2 separate regions of the Mus musculus genome follow, and region 2 is linked to region 1. Evidence: chromatin contacts called from public promoter capture Hi-C data. All regions are on one chromosome and are shown on one strand. Each heading gives the region's core, a stretch centred on a gene start, on an enhancer-like site or on the middle of the called end of the contact. The rest is flanking DNA. Distances are from core to core; before and after follow the strand shown. Region 1 holds the start of Lrtm1 (leucine-rich repeats and transmembrane domains 1). Region 2 overlaps Cacna2d3 (calcium channel, voltage-dependent, alpha2/delta subunit 3).

Region 1 (6,616 bases), core at 1,512-4,011:
GTGGGCATGAATAATTTTAGACTTTTAATTTTTTTTACTACATAAATAGGATTATACAATACATATTCTCATTACAAATTGCTTTCCTTCACTTAATAATTTATTATAAGTCTCCTTCCAGATGGATATAATTAGTTTTAACTTAGTCTTTTTAAATAGCTGTCTAAGGCTGCCTGGAAGAAAGAGCTGGTGCATGCTGGATTTCCAAACATCATCAATTTTGAGAGTTAATAATGGTTGTTGATTTATTTTTGGAGGAAGGGAACTGTTAACTACATTAATTTATGTAAGAAAACACGCAACTTTAAATGAGGAAAAGAACATGTCTTTGAAGGTGGGACCATCCTGAAAGCCTAGGGTGACAAGAAGTGTGTTGTTCTGAGGCAGACATAAATAAAGTCAAGTTCCCCCTGGGGAAACTGAGGTCCTGCTAGGTCTTGGTGCAGAAGCCTTTTGCAGTGCTGGCTTCCTTTTGGGGTAATGGCTTGGACCTGCACTGGCATCAGGCATCTCTGGGGGGGCGGTGGGGGGAGTTGCCCTTTGCATGCACAGTTGTCTCGCCACCTCTTGGATTTGGCTCAGGAAGGGGTGGGGAAGGCACTACAGGCATTAGCATGCAGGTCACGCAGCCTCACTTTGTTCTCTTGGCTGAGGTCAGATGGAATAAATCAATCAGCTTTCGCATCCAAAGTCCTTCAATGTGTCCTGGAGCCTTCCAGGCCATGTGTGCTCTGGCCCAGCTTTGAGTTGCCTGTGAGAGTCTGCAGGAACAAACAGAACCAGAGCTCCCTGGGGCTATAAGCAGCTGCTCCCAGGAAACCATCTACTCCGGGGTAGGGGGTTCTCTCTGTTCCCAGGGCGTTAGTGTTTTAGGTGGGAGTAGCCAACTCAGACTCTTGGAGGTCTAAGAATTTACACTGGGAATAAAGATCCTGCTTCAGATCTCCTACTTTGCCAGAACATGTTCTATGCTTACCATACAGAACTTCATCTACCTGAATTCTACAAATAGGACACTGACCTCAGGGAATCTACAATCACCCCTTAAGGCATTGATACAGTGCAAAAAAAGGTGCGCATCTTCCATTAGCAAAACAGCCTGACAATAACAGTACACGTCCTTCATCCCTTGACATTCCCTGTAGGTGTTTCGTCTCCCAAATCCAACTGTACTGTCAATACACCCTTTTCAGGCCTCAGAATCCAAGAGCCAGACCCAAACCCAAGTTGGGTCCTGAATGACACAGTGAAATAGATCCATCCACAGCAATTCGAGAAAATACTCAAGTCTTTCCAAGACTTCAAGTTTATTCTTGCCTTCTGAACAGAGTGACAAGGTTTTGACATAATCAGGCCCCAGTGCTTACCCAGTCTTTTCATTTTATGCCTGGGGAGAGAGGGTGGTAGATATGTCCTTAAAGGTGGGTGGTAAGAGTTGAAAGTTAATGACAGCTGCACCGGATGCAAAAGGTTAAGTTAAAGGGAAGGATAGCAGAGACAGGCTGGAGAAAGACGAGTTTCCAGAAATAGCAGGATGCATATGCATATGTGAGGTGGGAAGCAAGTTGTCCACAGGAGAAAAACATTCCCCAAGAGGCTATTCAGAGGAATCACATACCATATCAGGTCTCATGCATGGGATTACCTGCCTTCCTCAGTGGTATTAGAAGACAGGCTTCCCCCTGGAGCTCTTCCAAGGAGAGCAGCTCAGAAGTCCTGGGGCCAGTCTCCTCGATTCTTGGAGCCGTCAGCCTTCATGAAGATACTCTGGCCTAGATTTAATCCTGGATGCAATTTCATAAAGCACTGGGTATCATTAGCCCTGTAGGAGGTGACGCTTTGTGAGGGTAAATGCAATCCAGACCTATCTGATTCCAGAGTTCACATTCAGCTGCTCATCTATACTTCTTGGGTTTTATGCAACCTCAATAAAAAGTAACTTTGCCACCTGACCAGTCATAGAACGCCTGTGGAATATTCTAGAGTAGGTCTGTTTTTCTTTTTTTGTTTTTTGTTTGTTTGGTTGGTTGATTGGTTGGTTTTTTTGGCTCACTTCATGCACTGGAAGCCCACTTCAGCCAGTGGCAGGCATTTGTACATTCAAAGAGCTGGTTCCAATCCCCATTTGGAAAGTTTGCCTCATTGCTTATTGGTGAACAACCAACTCAGTTGGTTTCTAGCTCTTACTTAGCCAGCTTGATTGTTTTAAATGTGAAGAGTATTGAGAAAAGGGTCTGAACCTCAGCTTTAGGTAATGTAAAAAGATGAAGTATTTCATGCTGGCCAAAAGGTCCTTTTAGTATGTGTCAGCAGTGGGGTGTGTGTGTGTGTGTGTGTGTGTGTGTGTGTGTGTGTGTGTGTGTAGCAAGCAAGGTGAGATGTATTTGTGGCACTGGGGAGGAGGGACTGTAATGCCCATGTAAGGAAACCATGGCTGTGGATTTCAGGGCATGAGGACCTGTCAACGCAGCTAATCTCCAGGGACTTGGGCTGAATGTACCCAGGATAGCCAAAGAAGTGCCCCAATGGAAACTGTCAGCCTCCAGCAGGCCAATTTGTTCTCATATTACACTCCCTGCAGGCTCTGTTGCAAGACCCTAGGTTAGGGATTCGTACCCTCCCCCACCACCACCAGTGAGGGTTGACTCAGCACGGTTGATAAGTCAAGAGAATGCAGAAGCCACAGCCGGATTAAGAAGGCTGTTTTATTTTGGTGCCCTGGACTTCAAGCAGATTAAATAATCAAAAAGGCCGGGCCATTGGGGTCATGTCTGAATGCTACAGCTGTTCACCAAGGTCTGACCAACATTCTTTATGTGGTTTGCTGTCTGAATGAGAGAGGCAGAGAAGATCCTAGGGAGGTTGACACTTTCCAAAAAAAAAAAAAAAAAAAAAAAAAAAAGGACCGGACGCAATCAAAAGACCCCTCTTATGGAGAAGGACCACAGCAGACAGAGACAAGGGGACAGGCTGCTTAAATAAGTGACCTCCTGAATTCAGCAACTGTTTTCTGCACTGGAGAAAAGCCCATGCTGGATTCAGGGAAAGAGAATGGAAAGCTGGGTTCCAAGTCTGCCGTAGCCCGGGTGTGTTGATCTGTGAGTCCTCAGGCCGGGATATATGTTGAATGAGGGTTTGTGCTGCGGAGCCTGGGCCATGAAAGGTGAGCAGGAATAAATTCCATTGCCCCTACCCCAGAAGTCCCCCACCTGAGGGAAGGGGGCAATACCTTCTAAGAAGTGTCTGTGAGAAATCAATTTTCAACCTGTCTTTCTTAAAACATTGGACAGATGTAAAAAAAGAAAAAATCTCTCTCAGTGGAAAGATGGATGTGTCACCATGCTGAGCAAGGGGGAAAGGGGGCTGAAGACAAATGTGTATAGTCGTGGTGTGGACATGCAGTGGGCTTGTCATGGGCCATTTCATAGACAACATGGTGCCTTGAGTTGGAGCTCATATATTACTTCCTTTGGGGAAGTGGGAGGCAAACTGGCCCCCATTTCAGAAATATAAGCCTTTTATTAAGAGATAAATGGGCTGGGTGGGTACTCCATTGTTTAAGGATTGATTCCAAAGCTTGTGGCTCAGGTCACAGTGATAGTGTCTGGTGATTTCTAATGGAAAGGCATTTATTTGAACTTTGAAAGAAGTTAGATATCAGGAAAATTACAGAAAAACAAAAGACTTCTGTTTGAAGATGGAGAAGGGGACTTGGATGCTCTATGTCTCTTGAACTAAATCAGAGGCAGCAGCTTTCCCTTGGAAAGCTTCTCCTTTTCCAGTCCTGTGGTCCTGGGTACCGGCAGCCAGGAGCAGAGTCCAAAGCAGGGAGATCAAGGTATAGTACAGTCATTCTGTGTTTCCCCCTAGGTGAGGTGTAAATCAGAACATCAAATAAATAAATAACCGTCTCTTGAAAGCCTCCATGTTGATAGGCATTTTATTTTGAATAGCATTCCATGGCCCTGTCAATGCCTCTCCAGTTCAACAGAATGTGTGCTTGACACATGTTTGTCATACTTAGAAATTCAAGTCCCAAAAGAGAAAAAAGGGAGGGAAATAGGAACTTTGAAAAAATGACCACACAGCCTTTTAAAAAATATATCAATTCTCTGAGTCCGACAATGAGACCCACTCTGTATTTTGGGGAGCAGTCACCCACAGTCCTATAGCTGCACCATTTGTAATAAGTGAGTAGGGAATCCTGGGAGCCCAAATGCTCCTCAATGAGGGATAGGTAGTCACTGAGTTTGACATGGTCCAACACAAGGAATGTGCCTTATTAGCTAAAAGAAATGAAGACACTTTCTATGTATCCACTGAGGTGGATACATAGCTTTGACTAAAAAGAACAGATTGCAGAATAGGATAAATGTATGATTATATTTATATGAAGTAGACAAAGAAACAGTATACCACTGTGCAAATCCACCCCTGATTGCTGCACCATGTCTCTCTTGAATATCTGGCAGAGAAATAGAACAGATAAGAATTCTCACAGATTCTGTAGGCAGGCTGGGATCAAATCATGCTAGATTGTTTACTGTTTCTGTGAACTTAGGGAGTGATTTAGCCTCTCTATGCCAGTTTTGTTTGTTTGTTTGTTTGTTTGTTTGTTTTTCCCCTCAAAATGTTGAAGACAAACAACTATGTTGACAAGGTGATTAGGGTGGATATGTGTCTATAAAGCAGTAGGATTGATCTCTGACATGAAGTGTATGCCATCTGGTCATTTGCTATTGTCCTTATTATCCACTGCATTTTACAAAGCTTGGCATAATACCATTCTATCTCTGTGATCATCTCTAGCAATTACAGAAATAAAAATCAGAAGGAATTCCTAATAGACTCATTCCAACCCATGTCCAAGATAAGCTCCCAATACTTCCAACTCTGAAAATGTTGGATCTTGCTGTAAGTGAAGGAAAACTGAGTACAAGATGGCACCTTTATGCTCTGAGCATTTAGCTCAGTGGTAGAGCACTTGATGAACAAGTATAAGACCCCAGGTTTAGTCCTCAGCTTCAGGGAGAAAAATCCTTAGACAACTCCAAAGATCTCAAAAGAATATTCAGGCAATATGCCGTAGGTCCCTGTTTCAACTCAAGCTGGAAATGTTATAAACATTTTAACTCTGATCCCATTTATTAAATAGTATCAAGAAGGCAGGCATCAGGGCTCATTTGATAGTAGTAGCCTAGCAAGCACAGATCTCTGAGTGAGACCCCCAGGACCATGAAATTGAGCATGGTGCTACATACCAATAACCCTGATACAACGACTATTGTTTTGAGTATGTCTAAAGACAGAAAGCAGGTTTCTGTGGGGCTTCTGTGGAGCAACTCTGTGAAGGGGCTTCTGGGAGGAAAACCAGAGATGATTAGAAGAAGGTTGTATGCCCCACTAAAGCACTGCACTTCTCAGTAAGAAGCAAGGAGATGACAGAAGTCTGATCATCTATGAGAGGATGGTAAAAGTTTCTGGAAGAAGGATACGACTTATATTGTTTGTAACACTTTTTGGTAATTTTTTAAACCATCATAGAAAAAAAGGAGAAAGAGGATCGCCACAGATTGGGTTATACCTGCAAAGCTAGATAGCTGTTTGTAAGGGTATTCCCTAGTCAATAGGACCACCTGAAGCCACATCTGATAACTGAAGTATAAATGAATTAAGACCAAGTCAAAATTAAAAGTCAGTTCTTGGGTTGTAGCAATCACATTCTGGGAGCTCGGGAATTACAGGTGTCTAGTGACATCCATGTTGGAGGGCAGGCACAGAACATTTCTACCACCATACAAAGCTCAACAGGCCTACCCTCCTCCTGAGAGGTCCTTTTAGAACTGTGGGCATCAGCTCCTTTTGTGACCTTTCTACCTGCCACAGCCCACACACCTGGCTCTGACCTCCAAAGGACACATGACCCAGAATGACTTTCCCCTCACTGTTTCATGTGATATCAGTCTTACACAGTCTGACGACCAAGTCAGCCACAGTAGCCTCAGTGGCCGGCCTGCGTGTACTCAGTCCCACTCTGTGAAGGGTGAGGACTTCCTTTCTAGCTGGGTGGGAGGCACTGCTGGCTCAGGACCACACTGCCTGGGAATTCCTTGGCTGATGGCGACCACATTTCATACACTGGCCTCCATCCCTCCCTCTTCTCCTTGCTTTAGGTACTCTGCTGCTGGTCTCCAGTGTGGGTCTCCTGCTCCCAGGAGTGGGCAGCTGCCCCATGAAATGTTTGTGCCACCCATCATCAAACTCCGTGGACTGCAGTGGTCAGGGGCTGTCAAAGGTCCCCCGTGATTTACCCCCATGGACAGTTACACTGCTCTTACAAGATAACCGGATCCACTGGCTTCCTGCTCTTGCATTTCAATCTGTATCACTGCTTTCCACCTTAAATTTATCTAACAACTCTCTTTCAAATCTGGCTGCAGAGGCTTTCTATGGACTTCCACATTTGCGGGTTTTAAATGTAACCCAAAATTCCCTGCTTTCCATAGAAAGCAGCTTTGCCCATGCCCTTCCTGGGCTCAGGGAGCTAGATCTTTCATCCAACAGCCTCAGGATCCTCCCCACGTCTCTGGGGAAGCCTTGGGAGAACCTGACTGTG
Region 2 (6,616 bases), core at 2,421-4,920, 90 kb after region 1:
ACAGAAAAGGCCGTTATTGGACACCCTGAGAATGCCTCAAGCCAGAGGCCTCCTGGTGACCAGTGCATCTTTTCTAGCCAAAGGCTGCTGAGAAAGAGCCCTCGGGATCCTTTGGCGGGGAGTGAGCATGGAGGCTTTCTACCTGATGGGGCCAACAGTCCCCAGCCCCAGCTGCCGCCAGTCACTCTCCAGCTGACACATCTGTGCCTGCAGCTATTTATTTTTTCCCTCAGATGAACCTCATTTGGATTTCAATGATTTGTTTTATTACGACACGTCCATTTTACCGTTTTATTTCCCGGGCATTTATGTTCAGTACGTGTGCTAATAAGGCTTCTGATAATGCAGGATCAGAAACCTCCAGCATGGGGGGGAGGGGGCCTCAGGAAATATCCTTAGGGGAAACAGAACCGGAAGCTCTCATTCTCCCTAAGGCAAGCCAGTCAAGCCCCTCCACCTCTTCAGATTCCTCAATACTGGTCCCCAGAGGAAAGCAAATGAATGAAAAGACAGCTTTAGCACATGACCCTGAAAATCACCACTAAGAAGCTAATCGTTGCTTCCAAAGGAAGTACTTCTGAAATAGGATGCAAACTTGTAATGCTTTTAGCCCCATACAGACACTGTGAGACCTCTGGGCACATCTGCTTCTCATACACTGGCAGGAGGGACACAGGCAGGAACAGCTGTTCTACCTCAGTACAAATGGGGAAACAGAGTCTCTGAACACAGTAGTAGGCTTTGGCTCAAGACAAAACTATCCGTGATTCTCAGCTTCAAGTTTCTTAGCTGCACTAGCTAGGCCTTCCTGGACTCATTGAAATATGCTAATTAACATTACCATAAAGATTAGATGTAGCAGTGCCCAGCATGGTACTCTGACATAGAGTCTCTCAAAGGACGCCGGAGTCCTTTCTCTGCCCCTGAGGTCACACAGCAAGTACATGGCAGAATTAAACAATAAAAGAGAGCAAGGAATGGTTTGCCACTGCTGACACATACCAAAGTATGCTGGGAAAGGCCAATGGGAGAGAAATTCTTTCTGTTTTGTATCTCTCTTGAACACCCACTATGGATTGTTCTGAGCTAAGGAATCCACCAACTTCAGTCTACGGTGATTTTATATATATATATATATATATATATAACTTTTTCATGGCATTAGTTCTATGGAATAACTAGGTGCATTCCCATAGAACTTCTTTCGCAGGAAGAGGCTGCCTAAGGAGACGATGCTAGAATCTAAGTGATTGACAGCTATACAGATTGCCTAGTCTCTTGTGCAAAAGTCATTGAACTCAGCTTAGCTCATCTTTTCTAATGCTGGATTTATTTTTTTGAGAAAGGATCTTCCATAGCCCAAGCTGTACTTAGACTCATGATTCTTTTCTTGGCTCAGTGCCGAGATTACAGGTCTGCACCATCAAAGCCCTGCTTCCCTGTTCACTCAGGATCATACGTATCATGCATATTATTGGGGTTCCTATAGACCTCATTACTTACAATGTGATCCCTGAGACAACCGTACTTCAGTTCTTGCTATAAATGCAAAACTTCAGGGACCACGCTAGACTTTCCAAATAGAAGCCCTTATTTTAAAAATTTAGTACATGTGAAGATTAAAAGTCAGGGAACGTTGTTACAGGGAGATTTTCCCCATCTTACCCCTATTGACAATCTTGAGGACAAAAGAAAAGCTGTTGAATGTTAGGACATTTTCCCAACAGAATTAGAGGGTACTTGCGAGACTTGCATCTACTTTGAAGTGAGCCTGGGTCCCCCATGAAAGTGAGACAGGAATGTCATGGCCTTTAAGGACCAGGAAACCTGTGGCATCTTAGGGGCTAACTGTGGCATCTGTCCACTCGTTTGACCAGCCACTATTCTGGATGGTGGTCGGGAAGACCCCTTTACTGCTATAACTCAGATTTACATAGGCAGACTCTGAATAAGGCAGAAGGCCCCCCACAGTCTGGGTGGGCCTCATCCAGTCAGTTGAAGGTCTTCAAAGAAAAGACACAGCCTTGAAGGAAGAAGAAATTCTGCCTTCATTTGCCTTTGAGTTCAACATTGAAACAGCAACTCTTCCTGGGATTTCCAGGACACCAATCTGCTTTACAGATTCATATTTATCAGATTCCACACTTACATGCTTTAATACAAATCTTCCTCCACATATAAGCATGTATGTACATATTTATATGTCCATATGCATACACACATATGATGTCTTTATATGCTTATGCACACACACTGTGTATTATACACATGCTTTCTCTATATAGGTTCTTTCATTGTTCTGTCTCTTCTGAGACCGCTGATGAATAAGCTTGTTACCCAGGTAACTTTCAGGGCATGAGCATAAGTAAGTAAATGATTTTCTAATATTAATAACCAGACTGCATTAACTCAAGACAACATTGACAGCTCTTGTTGTGCCAAGAATCAAGTCAGCCAGTATATGCAACACAGTAATTGTTTATGGGAACGTATTTTAAACTTCTGCTAAAAATACTTAGCATAGCATGGCGGCCATTGGTGGCTCAATAGCAGAACCAGTGGAAGTAAACACCCCATTTCACAACTCCTTGAGTAAACCTCACTGCTGCACAGCAACGCTTATTTGAGCTGATCCATAACCCTGGACAGCTTCCACCTTTGCAACTCAGATCAAAATTCCAGGCAATGCCAACATGGATCACGGTGCAACCAAAACATGGCATTGGCGGTAATAAGCAATGAAGCTTTTCCCCTGTGACCAGTAAGAGTTAGTTATAAATCATTAGTAATTGCCCTGGCAAAAGGCAAGATCAAGGGAAAGGAACTTCCAATGTTAAGCCAGAATATAGAGTCAGTGTCACTCAGGGCAAAAAGAAAAGAAAAAACAAAACAAAACAACAACAACAACAAACCCAAAACCAAACCAATCAACAAACAAACAAAGCACAAAACAAAAAACAAAACAAAACAGAAAACTCCTTATCCTATTGCATCAGTACTAAAGCCACTGATCTGTTACCAGCTCTAGGTAAACAAAAGAAACCCAGTAAGTCCAGGGGGGCAGAGTTCACATGAGGGACTATAATCTTATGTACTCTTCTGCTAAGAGCTGTAGCCCACTTATAGACTGGCTTCGCCAGAACTCCAAGCTGCAGGCTTCCACTGTAACCCAGCTCATCTCATAGCCTCAAACACTAGCAGAAACCCAGACAGAGCCCTGCCCCTCCATCAGCCCCAGCCTCATCAGTTTGGCCTTTTGCATCTGAAACATTTCATGGAGGTGGAAAATCAATCAGAAAGTTTCTTTGCACCACAAGCTCCTTAGGACCAAAGGGCATCCTGGGACAGGAAATAGCAACCCATGGTTTTTATCCAGACCTCTAAGCAGAAATGATGCAGCCATCACAGCCTTGTAGCTGCTGCTGGGGATTCAGTGCTTAGGATTCATAATTAAGGCTTCCAAGGAAAATGCAGATACAGAATCTACATCCATTTCCCAAAGGGTAGGAGTTAGAGATGGAGGTCGCCATGGTCCATCTCAGCAAAATCCCATTAACTTAAGTCCAAGCAAGAATCCAAAAGCAACCTGCTGCCCCGTTACACTTGTGCAAGCTTTGAACAGCCCCTGAACTTCTCAGCTATGGCGCGCTGTTGGATAGTAAGTGTGCATCATTCCATATGCATCCTTCATTTCCTATGCTACATAATGGGGGCCATTCTGGAATCAAAGGAAATGATGGGTAATAATGCTGAACATCTGGCTCATAAAATACAAACTTGCTCAACAGATCGACTGCTTCCTGTCAGCTTCCCAAGCTAACAATGTGTGTGTGTCTTTGAATGTGCATTCAGACTCGTGTGCAAGCTCTGGGCAGCCATGCAGGCCTCTACTCCTGGTGCTTCATCTGTTTCCAAGGGTGGCACCAGACAGGAATGTGGTCAGTGTCGAGGGTGTGGCCCCAATGGCATCATACCACCAGATCCCCAGTTCACTGCCGGCCTGTTCATTGCTATGCATCGTTTGCCTTCAGAACTTCCCTTAAACCTCGGCTATATGCAGAGTCCTCTGCCATGTGCTATGAAGATAACTAAGCACAAGATTGGGCTGGTTCCCCCATGGAACCCTGAGTGTGCTAACAGAGACAGACAAACCAATGGGACCAATGGAGGAGGTCTAGTAGGGGCTGCCATGCTGGCCTCCCGTAGTGAGCAAAGAGACTGTCTTCTTCCAGTCCATCTTGGGTCCAAGTGTCCATCTTGTACTTATTGAAACCAGTCACATGAAAAATGCCAGCTACAAATGTCTCCTGAACACTGGCATAATAAGCAGAAAACAGTTTCCTGCTTCCCTCCATTTCCCCCCTAAATTATTGATACTTGCTCTAGTACCAAGGGAGAAGTTTAAAAACCATCCTTTTCTTCCGGAAGACATCAACCTCTCCCTTAGATAACTTCTCTTCACCCTTTGCATCCACAGAGTTTCTGTAGCAGCCGATGCCTCTCTATTATCACATAAGGCAAGGTGACCAGCTGGTTGGTTTCTTAGGCACATGCATACATGTATACATACATACATACATACATACATACATACATACATACATACACACATACACACATATGTATACACCACCTAGGCTGTAAGATTGGTTCATTAATTGGACACATGATTTGATATGTATTCCCTGGGATGTTTTGTCTTTTTGCTATCTCAAGCTTGTGGAAAGATGGTCTCTCTGTTAGGTGCTTATAAGAACCTAAGTGTGGTGCTCATAGCCCCCCATCACAGATAGTAAGTTAGACAAAAAGAAAGAAAAAAAAGAGTTGGGGAAGGAGAGGGAGAGAGGGCAAGGGAGAGGGAAAGGAGGGGGAGAGGAGAGGAGGGAAGGAGAGAGGAGAGAACAGAGAGAAAGAGGGAGTAGATAAGAAGAGAAGGAAGAGTGGGCCTGGGAGATGCAGGTAGAGGGAGGACTAAAGAGAGTAAATTAGAATTTCGGGGGGCAAGGAGGGGGAACGGCCTCTAGATGCCTTCATCCCTAGGGACTGTGTTTTATGATGGGCATGTTGCCCTTAAGATTTTATGAAAAATCTTCATAATGAATAAAAGTTTGGCTGCTTTGAGATCATCAGTAAGAAGCTGCCATCTTGAAAGTCCCCTTTGGCCAACCAGAATGAAGGTGCAAGCACAGGCAGAGCAAAGGGCAGGCCTGGGGCTGGTAAGGTTGAGTGTGGCCCTCCACCGGGACAGGCACAGTGCAAGCTGCAGACCAGCCTCTGACTTTGAAGGACATTTGATTGCCTTGCCATTTAAAAAATCTCCATACTGAGGGAGCTGGTCAGGCCAGTGTCAGGATGCTCTCGTTCTCCTGCAGCTAGATGGAGGTAACGCCGAGCCCTAGGGAGGAGGTGAGCTGGGCATTGGAGTGAGTTAAGAGCAGCCTGCTTGGCAGAACATTTGAGGGCTGCTGGGTGGGTTCAGCAGAGTCTTCTGCCAGATCTGCTCAGTCCTGGAGGCTGGGACTGAAAGGGAGGGATGTGCACAATGGCGAACTCCACTGGAAGACTGGCTCTTGGCCAAGGGCAAAGGCTAATTCATTTATTCTCCTTCAATATACCATTTCTTCTACAGTTCGCTTCTCCATCCCTCTGCTTTGCTTATTGAAGTTGATCAACACATTGACTAGATTAACAGAATGTATGGTATAAATCTATAATACTACCATACATAGATATTTTATACAGGGGCATAAAGCCATATTTCCCTGCTTTCCTTCAACAACTACAATGAACCACGCTCAACAGTCTGTAAAAAGAACACTATTGCCATCTAGTGGTAGACTGTGTGAATTGCAGGCACACTGCCCTAGGAAATAAAAAGCTATTTGCAAAGTATGAGGTTTTCCAGTAAAAACACATTTAAAAGGCAGCCGGTGTTATTTAATAGCTACCTAGTTGAAGCATAAGCTGCATTAACTATTAGTTCTGTCAAAAACATTCGCCTTGACAGGAAAGGAATAGTACTAAGAGGTAGAAAAACACAGCTGCGTGCACCTTTAAATACCAAGTGAGGCATTTTGAATGGAAAATGACAGATTATTTATTGGTGTGGAGTCTGGGAATGCAACCAGGGAGCCCAGAACAAGCCAAGTCCTTTAAGACCCACCTTCTCAAATGCAGCTTGTGCATGGGGCAAGTTATCTTTCTCATGTTCTCTCCTTGGACCCATGAAGTCTGAGTACTTAGGGGTTCCCAGAGGCCAGGCTCTGGGTGCTACATAATGAGGGGAGTTGTGGACAGGGTGAAAACATATGTCCCCCATGTTCTCCATTTCACCCTACTAAGAAAGTTCCCGAAGGTCACTAAAATGACTCCAATGTAAGTTAGAGCCCAAGAAGAACAGAGAAGTGGGTTGAGTAAAGGGGGGTAGGGGGGACAGAAGCAGGTGGTGCAGTTATGTTGAAACTCTTCACAGATAAACAGCCCGGACCTCCCTCATTTAAATCCTTAAACAAAAAAAAGAGCCTCTGTACGTCAATTACCCGCCAGTGCCCCCAAATATGCCCTCACTACCTTCTGTTACACATCATGATGACACAACACAATGACACAACTGTCT

The links. Promoter capture Hi-C pulls out the DNA fragments that hold promoters and counts their contacts.
Region 2: a contact with region 1 is called in a promoter capture Hi-C map of liver. The contact joins the enhancer-like site here to the promoter of Lrtm1 in region 1. A contact is called at or near these places in 3 of 39 promoter capture datasets (embryonic stem cells, liver and stem cell-derived epiblast-like cells), 3 of 484 Hi-C or Micro-C datasets (embryonic stem cells, myocytes and nephron progenitors) and 3 of 9 other capture datasets (adipose tissue, liver and pancreatic islet).

Annotation. Positions count from the first base shown.
Region 1 is chr14:29,015,447-29,022,062 of GRCm38.p6, forward strand. Lrtm1 (leucine-rich repeats and transmembrane domains 1) reads left to right here and starts at 2,762. Exons shown (of 3, transcript NM_176920.4): 1 at 2,762-3,163; 2 at 6,174-6,616. The coding sequence starts at 3,121. The region is part of intron 27 of Cacna2d3 (calcium channel, voltage-dependent, alpha2/delta subunit 3); the gene reads right to left.
Region 2 is chr14:29,105,036-29,111,651 of GRCm38.p6, forward strand. The region is part of intron 14 of Cacna2d3 (calcium channel, voltage-dependent, alpha2/delta subunit 3); the gene reads right to left. Among named protein-coding and RNA genes, the nearest start is that of Lrtm1, 90 kb to the left of the region's middle. Within about 2 kb of position 3,671, at least 2 of the 459 cell types and tissues checked have an H3K27ac peak or open chromatin away from gene starts, as enhancers often do. A contact at or near this core is called in liver, where this site is marked.